Linked DNA regions of Pan troglodytes: all the other regions are linked to region 2. A link is a contact called in public Hi-C data. All regions are on one chromosome and are shown on one strand. Each heading gives the region's core, a stretch centred on a gene start, on an enhancer-like site or on the middle of the called end of the contact. The rest is flanking DNA. Distances are from core to core; before and after follow the strand shown. Region 1 holds the start of TM2D1 (TM2 domain containing 1). Region 2 has its middle 26 kb from the start of NFIA. Region 3 has its middle 200 kb from the start of C1H1orf87.

Region 1 (3,864 bases), core at 241-2,740, 680 kb after region 2:
TAATGTTTTTAAAATTATTTTTAAAGACATGTTTCTTGAAGTCTTACCATGAGCTGTGTAGTTTGTACAGTTAACTGGTTCTTGCGTAGCGTCATTTATTTTTGGATCTTTACAAATATATGTAAAAAAAAAGTTAAGGAAATACGGACTACATTCCAACACAACACATTATCATGCCTTTACTATTCATATTATATACTCATGTTGATATTCACATGTAAATAGAGGCTGCTAGTTTGTCCAAGTCAATAAGCATATGTACAAATATACTTTTAGTATTGCTAAGTAATACTTGAGGCAGGAGGATCACTGGAGCCCAGGAGTTTGGGAAGAACAGCCTGGGCAACATAACGAGAAGTCTGTCTCTACAAATAATATAATAATACATAAACATTACAATAAACCTTTAAATTTGCCCCATAATTATCCACGTTTTTACTCATGAGAAAACAGAGTTCAAATAGGTCACCCAAGGTTACAAAGTGCAACAGAAATTTATCCACTGAGGCCCCACGCGGTGGCTCATGGTGAGGGGGATGCGGATCGCTTGAGACCAGGAGTTCAAAACCAGCCTGGCCAACATGGCGTAAACCCTGTCTCTACTAAAAATACAAAAATTACCCGGGTGTGGTGGCGCATGCCTGTAGTCCCAGCTACTCAGGAGGCTGAGGCAGGAGAATTGACTGAACCCGGGAGGCGGAGGCTGCAGTGAGCTGAGATCGTGCCACTGTACTCCAGCCAGGGCGACAGAGTGAGACCCTGTCTCAAAAAAAGAAAACAGAAAGAAATCTGTCTGGCAGTCTACCATCTCATGAAGTTTGAGGATGACATGAGGTAATATGCATAATATACATAAAGTTAACGATAAATGGGCAACACATTGGCTAGATCGTTATTACTTGTCTTCCCCCTAGGAAGAGTTGGCAAACATTTCCAGGGTAAGAGACTATCCATCTTTGTATTACTAGTGTCTAGAACGGGGCCTGGCATACTTCAGGATCTACATGTTTTATTGAACAAGTAAGCACACTGATAAAAAAGAAAAAACAAGTGGATCAGAAGAGGAAGCGCCAATGACTAGTAAAATCATAAGGAAATCACAAAGGGTGGCCTCTGGCCCTCCCATCTCCACAACTGTGTTCACCTTCAGGGATCCTTCAGTCATTAGAAGCCACAGATCACATTATCGTTTTCACTCAGTACAGCCCTAGCCAGTCCTGACGGCAGCGACCCACCTGCGACCCCAACTCTACCTCGCCTCCATGGGGGGGTGTTCTCCACAGAGGATATTGTCCCACTTTGAGGTCCTCGCACTTAAGCGACTCCTCGCCCCCGGCGGAGGTGGCAACAGCCCCCCAGGGTCCTGTAGTGACTGAGACGAACCACAGGACACCAACGAGTCTGGCCGTCACGGCCTTCGGAGCAGACGTACCAGACGGCCAGGCGGCCGCCATCTTGGAGACCGACACTTTCTCGCCGCTTCCGCTTCCGCCTCCGCCCAGGAGCGGGAGGGAGAAGGGCAACAGGGCGAGGTTCTTAAAGGGACCTCGCAAAGGATAGAGGCCAGTTCCGTCTCTTCGCGCGTTCTTCTGCCCGTGAGCCCGTGGAATCACATTGGGAGACCCTTTTAAAATATGCATGTACCCAGTCCCTCGAGGCGAATTTTCCCCCACGAACCCTTGGAAGGAGCTAAGGTTGATCTTTGAGTGCTGGAGGAAGGAAACGAGTGGTTTAGGCAATCAGGTGCTTCACCCGCTTCTCATTCCCGCGCCCTTAGCTGAGGCTTCTCGGTCCTCTGAAAGTGCCAGCGGCGCCAGAGGTTGGAATCAATGCTTTCCTGACATCATCGCAGTTAGCCCTGATAGGTTTTGGGTTTACAGATAAGGAACAAGGCTCAAAGACGCTGAAACACACTGACCTTAATCACTAAGTGACTCAGTCGGAATGAAATTGATGTTTGCCAGATTTCAGATCTATGCTCTTACTAATTGACATAATGTCCTCCTGTAACTTTAGAGAAGGATTTTGGAAGGCTGCCACGAACAGAACTTAAAAACTGTGAGAGACATTACGCCTTTTAAAAAAAAAAAAAGTGACAATTTAGGTGGGGGATAATTTGGGGGGTGGAAACTGTAACAAGAGGAAACCAAATAGTTTATGATTAAGTGAAAAGTTGAAGATTTTTTTTCCTCCATCTGTTGTTTTTAAATTTCTATATGTTCTAAAAGTTCTGTGGTGGGGAACTTTAACAGTGAGAAAAAAATGTTTTCGTAAAGTTAAGTTTAATCTTTTTTTTGGTCTAACAATATAAAAATTTGAACTTGAGTGGTGCTTCTTCATCCATACTTTAGCACTAACTTTGGTGGTTCTCAAACTTTGAGTAGCATCTGAATCACCTGTAGTAGTTATTAAAACAGAATGATAGAACCCGCACTCAGAGTTTCTGATACAAAAGATGTAGGGCGGGACTGGATAATTTCCATTTCTAGGAGATCCCAAGGGATGTGGGTGTTGCTAGTCCAGGGACCCCCACTTTGAGAACACTGGTATAATGTTTTACGAGAAGTAAATTTTTTTTTTTTAAGATGGAATCTCTCTCTGTCACCCAGGCTGGAGTACAGTGGCAGAATCTCAGCTCACTGCAACCTCTGCCTTCTGATTCAAGTGATTCGCCTGCCTCAACCTCCTGAGTAGCTGGGACTGCACGCGTGCGCCACCACGCTCAGCTAATTTTTGTATTTTTAGTAAAGACAGGGTTTCACCATGTTGGCCAGGCTGGTCTCGAACTCCTGGCCTAAGTGATCTGCCCGCCTCTGCCTCCTAAAGTGCTGGGATTTCAGGTGTGGGGCCACTGTGCCTGGCCTCATTTTGGAATATATATTCTGGAAGACATACAACTATTTGAAGTAATATTTAAACATAAACTACGTTTTTAAATTTTCTTTTTTTGAGGTGGAGTTTCACTGTTGTTGCCCAGGCTGGACTGCAATGGCATGATCTCGGCTCACTGCAACCTCCGCCTCCCAGGTTCAAGCTATTCTCCTGTCTCAGCATCCCGAAAGGCTGGGATTACGGCGCCCACTACCAGCCCAGCTAATTTTTGTATTTTTAGTAGAGACGAGGTTTCACCATGTTGAGCAGGCTGGTCTCGAACTCGTGACTTAAGGTGATCCACCCGCCTCTGCCTCCCAAAGTGCTGGGATTACAGGCGCGAGCCACGGCGCCTGGCCCTAAAATTTTCATAATAAAACAACTTTGTAGCATTACTATGCTTTATTCATTCATTCATTTAGAGACAGAAATGGAGTTGAGACGGAGTTTTGCTCTTGTTGCCCAGGCTGGAGTGCAATGGCACGATTCTCGCTTACTGCAAACTCCACCTCCCAGGTTCAAGCTATTCTCCTACCTCAGCCTCCTGAGTAGCTGGAATTACAGCCATGAGTCACCACGCCTGGCTAATTTTGTATTTTTAGTAGAGCCGGGGTTTCTCCATGTTGATCAGGCTAGTCTCCAACTTCCGACCTCAGGTGATCCACCCGTCTGAGCCTCCCAAAGGTCTGGGATTACGGGCATGAACCACCACGCCCCGCTGCTATTTTTTGAGATGGAGTCTCGCTCTGTCATCCAGGCTGGAGTGCAGTGGCACGATCTTGGCTCACTGCAACCTCTGCCTCCCAGGTTCAAGCGATTCTCCTGCCTCAGCCTCCTGAGTAGCTGGGATTACAGGCGCACGCCACCACGCGCAGCTAATTTTTGTATTTTTAGTAGAGACAGGATTTCACCATGTTGGTCAGGCTGGTCTCGAACTCCTGACCTCGTGATCCGCCCGCCTTGGCTTCCCAAAGTGCTGGGATACAGGTGTGA
Region 2 (3,710 bases), core at 105-2,604:
ACAGCCGTTGTCTATGAGGAGATAAGCTGGTTATCAAAACTCCCCGTAACCCATCCTGTTTCCTACTCAAACACTGAAACCTCTTAGCTCTCTCCCACTTCCTCTAAGGCCCTAATCTTCAAGGAACAGAAAGAAGCTAAACAGTCTTACAAGTTAGATTTCTTAGAATAAAAGATGGGTCTTCACATTAGAAATAGGTGAAAGTTGGCTGGGTGCGGTGGCTCAGGCCTGTAATCCCAGTAATCCAAGCACTTTGGGAGGTCGAGGCGGGCAGATCACCTGAGATCAGGAGATTGAGACCAGCCTGGCCAACATGGTGAAACGCTGTCTCTACTAAAAAATACAAAAAATTAGTCGGGCATGGAGGCGCGTGTCTGTAGTTCCAGCTACTCAGGAGGCTGAGGCAGGAGAATTGTTTGAGCCAGGGAGGCAGAGGTTGCAGTGAGCCGTGACCGCGCTATTGCACTCCAGCCTGGGAAACAGAGAGAGATTCCGACTCAAAATAAATAAAAAAATAATTAAAAACTATTTTTAAAAAAGAAAGAAATAGGTGAAAATTCCTTAGAAGGCACCTACAGCTTCTTACCTACATCTTCTCATTAAATTCTCACAATGACTCTATCAGACAGGTACCACTATTCCCTCTTTTGAGGGATGAGGAAATAGAGACTCAGGGAGATAAAGTAACTTGCCCAAGGCTACACAGCTATTCTCAAGGAAACATAGTGCATCCCATGAAAATAGCCTGGAGTCGAGATACTGGAGTCAAAGTGCAGCCAAAATTGTCAGGGTGCAACCTGCCTGTCCAATGAGAGCTGCTACTTCTTTGATACTGGAATCCCCCAATTCCTGAAATTAACACCCAGTTCTCCACTCCCCAAAAGCACACGCTGAGTGCCCTCAGGGCTCTTGCTGTTGCCAACAGACCTATAACTCGGTACAGGCTCAGGCAGCTGAGAGGAGGCTGTGGACACAACAGGCCTTGCTAGGCTTGCTGGGACGGGGCCACATTACTTTGCAGGCGCGTCTTTCTCCTGCCTGCTATCTAGAGCTCGCCTGTAGGTGGCGCCCTGCTTCGCTCAGGGGAATTTGGAGGGCGAGGACACGGGTCACCAGCTGCCTCCCCTGAAGGCCAATTTAAGTTGTCCCCTGGCTTGAACTGAGCGCAGGAACCTCGGTGATGGGGACGTGCCCCCCTCCCCGCGCGCTCTTCCTCTCTCAGCCCCCCTGCCCTCCCCTCTCCAGGGGCTGGCGGGCCCGCGCTTCCTCCGAGGTCGGGCTACGCGGCGCGATCTCCAAGCGCTGGGGCCGAGCCTGGCGCTCCGGGGCGGCGCTTCGGTCCCCGACCCTCGGGCCGGCCCGCTGGCCCCCACTCCGCTTCCTCCCGGCACCCGCTTCGCCGGCAGCTGTAGCGGAGGTGGAGGGATGGGGGACTGTGACCCCCGTGAGTGCCGGCGGGGCGGGGCAGCTTAAAAAACTTCTGAAAGGCCTGGTTCAAAGCCTCAAAGGATAGAACTTGGGCCGGAAGGCGGTTTCCACGGAGGGGCCTAAAAGGGGGCTGGGGGTGCACCTGCAGGGCCAGGAGCTGCGGCTTGGGAAGGGGGGCCCGGTCACCGCGAGCGCCGCAGTCCCCGCCCCGCACTCGCCGCCCCTTGGAGCCGCCGCGGCCCCGCCCGGGCCCTGCGCTTTCATCCTCCCCACGGGACAGCGGCCGCGCGGGGCGGGGGCGGCTCTGGCCGGCGCGCTCCCCGCGGGGTCTTCCTTCCCTCCGGCCCCTCCCTGGGAACCCGAGATTTCGCCGCAGAGCTGAACTCCCAGATTTTAACCCCAACCCCCCCGGGCGGGAGGCCGCGGAGAACCGGGAGTCGCGACCGAGGAAGCGTCCCCAGTCACCTCCTGGCCCCCCACACAGAGCCCCGGGGAGGGTGAGGAGGAGGAAGAGCGGGAGGAAGACCCGCGCCGGTGGGTGGGGGCAGGGAGGGGGCGTCCGGGGTCGCAGGGCGGCGCTCCGGAGAGTGGCCCCGGCGGCGTCCGGAGTCGCCGCGGCCGCCGTGCCACCTCGGGCAGGTGGGGGGGGAATGCGCGGCCGCCGCCAACCAGGGTCGCTCCGCCGTAGACGCCGAGCAGACGCGGTCCGGCGCTCGGCCGGAGAGCCGGCTAAGGGGCTTTTCATTAGCACCGCATTAGGAGGACACTCATCCTCCAGAGTCCTTCCCGTGGAAGCTCTTGAGTGAATTAGGTAAATGATTTGCTCCATTTGTAGTTTCTGAAGATATTTTCTCAGATCTTCAATTGAGCGCTTTAGCCAGGGAGCATATCTGTGGGGGCCTCCTTCCCACTGCCTAGGGTCTCACTCGGTGACAATTGCTGAGTCAGTGAGGACGTGTGGGGAAAGGTAAAAGTGGAATTGAGCAAAGCTGAGTAATTTAGCTAAGGAAGAGAAATCGCTACTGAAAATAGAATAGTTTAAAAATAAACTACATAAAGTTTATTCTTTTGCTTGGAGTCCTGCTCCTTGATCCGAGAAAGTAAAATCCATCAGAGTTGGGAGTTCCCCCCCCCCCATTAGCATTTATTACACTTTTTCAAAGTTACTGAAAGACTTCTTTTAGTGAATTTTAAGAAGCAATCGTGGTTGACATTACAGGCATCAAAGGTTTGGAGAACAGATGGGTAAACTTCCGAAGAGCTTAGTTGCAACACTAGCTCTCAAATTTAGTGTCAACTTTTATTTTAAAAAATAGAATAGGGTGGTGTTTTTATTAAACTTTTATATTTCAAGAGGTAGAGAACACCGAAGAGGAAAGAGACTGAAGGGAAAGTAGGGTGTTGGAAACAAAAAGAGAAAGGCGAGATTGACTGTAACATTCTGGTCTTCAACGAGTCCCAAGTTGGAATCCTAAAGCACTGCATATTTCTGGTAGCGTTAACTCTAACTGGAATATTGGCGGGCCTGGTCTCTAAGTGCGTCCTAAGAAAAAACAGATTTAAGCAAAATGGTTTTTTCCCTTTTGTGAAGGGAAAAAATTTAAGCACTTGCTTCATGCGGTAGCCCCAGCGGAAAAGCGAGCCCTCCCGCTCCCGGTGGCCTGAACTGAATTTGCTGCTTTAAAATCGGCAGGTGTGCCCAGCGTTCCCAGCGCTGCAGCCGGGACCTGATGAGTAAGAGTAAGAGGGCTCAACCGCAGGACATCACATGCCGGGTACCTAACGTCGGCATTTAAGCAGACAGGGACTAATATGCTGGAACTATCCTCCCGACACTGGCAAAGCCCAGAGACCGCATTTCCTACCACTTTGCCCACTTTGTACTGGGCACCCTCGGTAAACAGGATGAAAGCAACATTTTTATCCCTTAAGACGAAAATGTAACCTTTAGAATACTCCGTATTCCGGGGTTGACAGCATGTCAAGGGCTCAGAGGCAAGCTTGCATTACACATAGGACAAGTACAACTTATCAGGGTGCAAAAAAGGGCAAGAAACTTTGTAAAAGTTGGAATCAGTATTCAAAGAGATAGTTTCAGGTGGTGCTGCATAATGGCATGGTAACCACAAGAAGACCAGAAATGCTTGGAGTGCATTTCTGTTCTCGAAGAGGGGTTGAGGGTAGAGGCTTGGTGCACTGTGGTTTGAAGGTTTACAGAAAGCAGCCTTAACCTCATGAAGCTGGGAAGCTATGCTTTCTCCACAAAATACTCTTAATGATTT
Region 3 (3,767 bases), core at 785-3,284, 770 kb before region 2:
CACATAGTAGGCATTCAATAAATATATTATGAATTATATTGAGAGGAAATTGATGAAATTGAATATTCATTTGAAGAATCTAAAAGGGAAATATATTTTTGAAAAAACAAAGTCTGGACACATGACTCAACACATAGTCATTTTTTGCCTCATGATGAAAAGAATGCTTTATTTCTGTAATTTTTATTTGGTGCAGAGCTAGATATACAAGATTCGTGTGTGTATGTGTGTGTGTGTGTGAGAGAGAGATTGTCTTGTAAATGTAATTGCACTAAGTGAATTGCATAAAGACTATTGCATTCTAGAAATGCAAAATAATATCAACAGACTGAATGAAACAATGGTATCAAAGACCACAATATATAACTTACCTATTCATAATCCAGTCCATCATATAATAATAACCTACATATAACCATCCATATTTAATCTGGTCCTTTTAGAATTTTGAAATGCTCTCTAGAATTGCCTTTTTTTCTACTTCAATGAGAAATACGTGTGATTTGTTCAGCTGCTGTCTCTCTGCCTTCCCCACCCCCAGCACTGTGCAACACAGCCCCTTCTCTCAGCTGGCAAGCACAGGCCCCAGATGCCAAGCTGTGGAAGATATTTATCTGCTGCATCTGGTTCCTTAGCAGATTCGACAGGCCTCTGTGCTGGCAGCTTCAGAAATGCCTTTGGGCTTGTCACATGTTGAAAACTCCCAACTGGCTGTCTGAATTGGCAACCATGCTTTGGCTCACTGGAAAGAAGACAGAAATGGTGCTTTTTGTCCATCTACTGATAACCTCTCATGTAAGTGACCATTGGCTTCTGATCTGAAAAAGTACGTTCCCAAATGGCAGTGCAGACTTTGGGGCTTAATTTCATCCTCCTGATACAAACTCACAAGTAGTATATGACTGAGTTATGTTTCCTTGGCCAGAGAGGAAATCCCTAGCAATTTGGACCTCAGCATGTCTATCCTGAAATTAAATTCAGAAAGCGTCAGCATTTTAGAATTGGCATTTTAAAATTAAGAGTCAGCTAATCCATCCCCTTTATTTATCTGATGAAGAAAATCAGGCTCTGAAAGGCGAAGGGATTTGGCCAGGGTACACAGCAAGCAGGACAAAGGACGAGATTCACCCTGGGTGAATACTGGGAGTGGGGAAATACGAAAGCAAAAAGGAGCAGATATTTCTGTTTGGAGAAGCTGTGGAGAAGGAACCCTTTGGAGACTTGCATGGCAGGCTGTAGCAGAGCAGCGAGCCTGCAGACAGGGACACTTATGCCCTAAGGCTGATGCTGCCACATCCAAGCTAAGTGACCTTATGTAAGTGACCTAACCTCTAGGCCTGAGTTCCAACACCTGAAAACAAGAAGGAGTTAACCATAGTTCCTAATTTATTTGATTGTTCTGAGGATGAAATTAGATCACGCATAATGTACCTTACAAGGATATGCTCATTTTTTTCAGTAAATGTTTATTGAGAACTTACCATGTGGTAGACATTATTCAAAAGACTTGATAAATAATGATTCTCAATCATTTGGGACATGAAATCAGTAAATGAGGGCCGACCTGTAAAACCAGGACAAGAGAGTGAATTTCCAGAGTGGTTTCATGTCGAGAGGCACGCAGACAGCGAGTGTGTTCTTACACATACACACAATGAATCTACGGCCGCAGTATTTGTTCTAATTCCCTGAGCTGCAGTGAGCTCTGGATTCCAGCAGGGGACATCCATAGCCCAGACAAGGGAAACTGGGGCCAGCTCAGCCTTAGAGGTGATGAATGAAAATGATAAATCACTCAGACATGAGCCTGAGACTGGCCTGTTCTGATACTCATTCCATAAAGACGAAAGTTCTGGAAGGGATGACCCTCACAGGCTTCGTTAGCTCTGAGTTTGTAGAATGTCAGTGAATTTCAAGTTCTCTTAATCCTGAATTTGCAAGCTGAGGTCCCGTGGAGTTTTGTCCATGTTAAAGGGACATAATTCCTTTCTCCCCGGGGCAGATCAAAGGAACCAGGTTTTGATGACTCACAGCTCACACAAGGTCATCCTGGGAAAACAGATCCTGAGAAGTACTGCAGAGCTTGTGAAGTACTGCACTGGCTGGTGTCTGGATTCTAGAGTTTATGATCTGCTCCAAAGCCAGAGAGGTGATGACTAGAAGGTAGATATGAATTGGGGGCAGTAGTGTGCTGATAAATATTTAACAACCAGCTCCCTGGGGGAAAAATATGTGCATATGTACATGTACATAAGTTTATTATACATATCACTCATATACAGGACAAGTAGCACACAATTTACATGTTATATATATAAAATATACAATAATCTTTTTTATAAATTCCATATAGCTAATTGATTCTCATAGAATACATTAGTTAATTTCTGTTGAACTCTTGTATTCATGGCCAAGTTATTATTGCAATCCAACCATTATTTGACAACATCAGCCTGCAAATAAACGTTTAAATACTGTCTGGTTCAGCAAAAATGTCTCTTACTTCACTGATCAACAAGTGTGATTGTGAAATGAATGGTGCTTGATATTTTCATTTATGTTAACAGGGAGCAAAAAAGTGAATGGACAAAGGCATATATTAAAACTTCACTTGTTTGTTAATGGTATCAGCCGAATCTTTGTTAAATTCACTAATAGTGTTAGATCCACTAATACTGAAAAATATTTCCTGTTATTTATGTTGTTTATGACTCAATAGTCACAGACAGAATACAGCATTATTAACCTACCAAGTCTAGCGAAATCATCAAAACAATACATCAAGCCCTGACTTACAGCATTTGCCAATTTTCATGGTATAAATATTTCCACCATGGTTGATTTCAAAATCAAGGTAATGTCATTGAACACGAAATTGAAAAGAGATTCATAGTAGTATATCATTACATAATGTTTCTACCATATGCTTAAAATCGACATAAATAACCTCAAAAACTTAATAAAACATAGTAAATTAATTATGAAGTTATGGATTTTAAAATGTTTTCATTGTTACGTATTTGTATATACTTGTGGGGTACATGTGTAGAAAGTGATGGATTTTATTTACTTTCTTATTCACAAAACCTAGAGAATAATCATTCTTATTTTAAAAATATCTACCTTACATAGTGTTTAAAACACAGTAACATTTGTTGCATAATAATTATAATTACAAAGGAGGGGAGAAAAACAAGAGCCAGGTGAGCATTTAAAAAACAACTTTATCTAAAATGTTAAAAAAATTATGGAGCAATTATCATATACAAGTCACTGTGCTAAAACCTTTATATGAATTAAATCATATAATCATCACATTGATTATAAGGGGCATATATTATTTCCCCCAGATGAGAGTCTCTATCTAACAGATTAGAATATAAGTCTCAGCGGAGTAAAGTGACTTGCTCAAGTACATCCAGCTAGCAAATAGTAAGGCCAGGATAAGAAAACAATCTGACTTTAAGGATTGTGCAACAAACAAGATATCAGCAGTTAACAAAATGTTGGTCTGGAAAAATAAAATAAAATAGTAATTGGTCTGGGAGGAAGCCTGAACTTGAAAGTGACATCTACCCTTGGTTCTGCTGTATGAATTTGAACAAATCATATCACTTATCTGAACTTGCTACATAAATAAAGCTGGATTTTTGTGAGTCTATGAAATGTACCCCATTCCATTTTAAAGCTGTGATGCTAGGGGCAGAATGGATTGCTAAGGAAGATGGTGTGATCTGGCTGCTAGTAACATCACAAATAACAACAGC

Evidence for each region. Hi-C and Micro-C count contacts between places; a contact is called where the count stands out from the background.
Region 1: a Hi-C map of stem cell-derived neural progenitor cells shows a contact between it and region 2, with 2.5 times the contacts expected there. The contact joins the promoter of TM2D1 here to the enhancer-like site in region 2. A contact is called at or near these places in 1 of 7 Hi-C or Micro-C datasets (stem cell-derived neural progenitor cells) and 1 of 1 datasets of contacts at active chromatin or transcription factors (stem cell-derived excitatory neurons).
Region 3: a contact with region 2 is called in a Hi-C map of induced pluripotent stem cells, with 1.9 times the contacts expected there. The contact joins two enhancer-like sites. A contact is called at or near these places in 2 of 7 Hi-C or Micro-C datasets (induced pluripotent stem cells and stem cell-derived neural progenitor cells), 1 of 1 datasets of contacts at active chromatin or transcription factors (stem cell-derived excitatory neurons) and 1 of 1 other capture datasets (stem cell-derived neural stem cells).

Annotation. Positions count from the first base shown.
Region 1 is chr1:169,271,711-169,275,574 of NHGRI_mPanTro3-v2.0_pri, reverse strand. It overlaps TM2D1 (TM2 domain containing 1), which reads right to left and starts at 1,490. Exons shown (of 7, transcript XM_063817346.1): 1 at 1,291-1,490; 2 at 48-121. The coding sequence starts at 1,454.
Region 2 is chr1:169,952,770-169,956,479 of NHGRI_mPanTro3-v2.0_pri, reverse strand. No RefSeq gene overlaps it. Among named protein-coding and RNA genes, the nearest start is that of NFIA, 26 kb to the right of the region's middle. Within about 2 kb of position 1,354, at least 16 of the 24 cell types and tissues checked have an H3K27ac peak or open chromatin away from gene starts, as enhancers often do. A contact at or near this core is called in induced pluripotent stem cells and stem cell-derived neural progenitor cells, where this site is marked.
Region 3 is chr1:170,721,443-170,725,209 of NHGRI_mPanTro3-v2.0_pri, reverse strand. No RefSeq gene overlaps it. Among named protein-coding and RNA genes, the nearest start is that of C1H1orf87, 200 kb to the left of the region's middle. Within about 2 kb of position 2,034, at least 7 of the 24 cell types and tissues checked have an H3K27ac peak or open chromatin away from gene starts, as enhancers often do. A contact at or near this core is called in induced pluripotent stem cells, where this site is marked.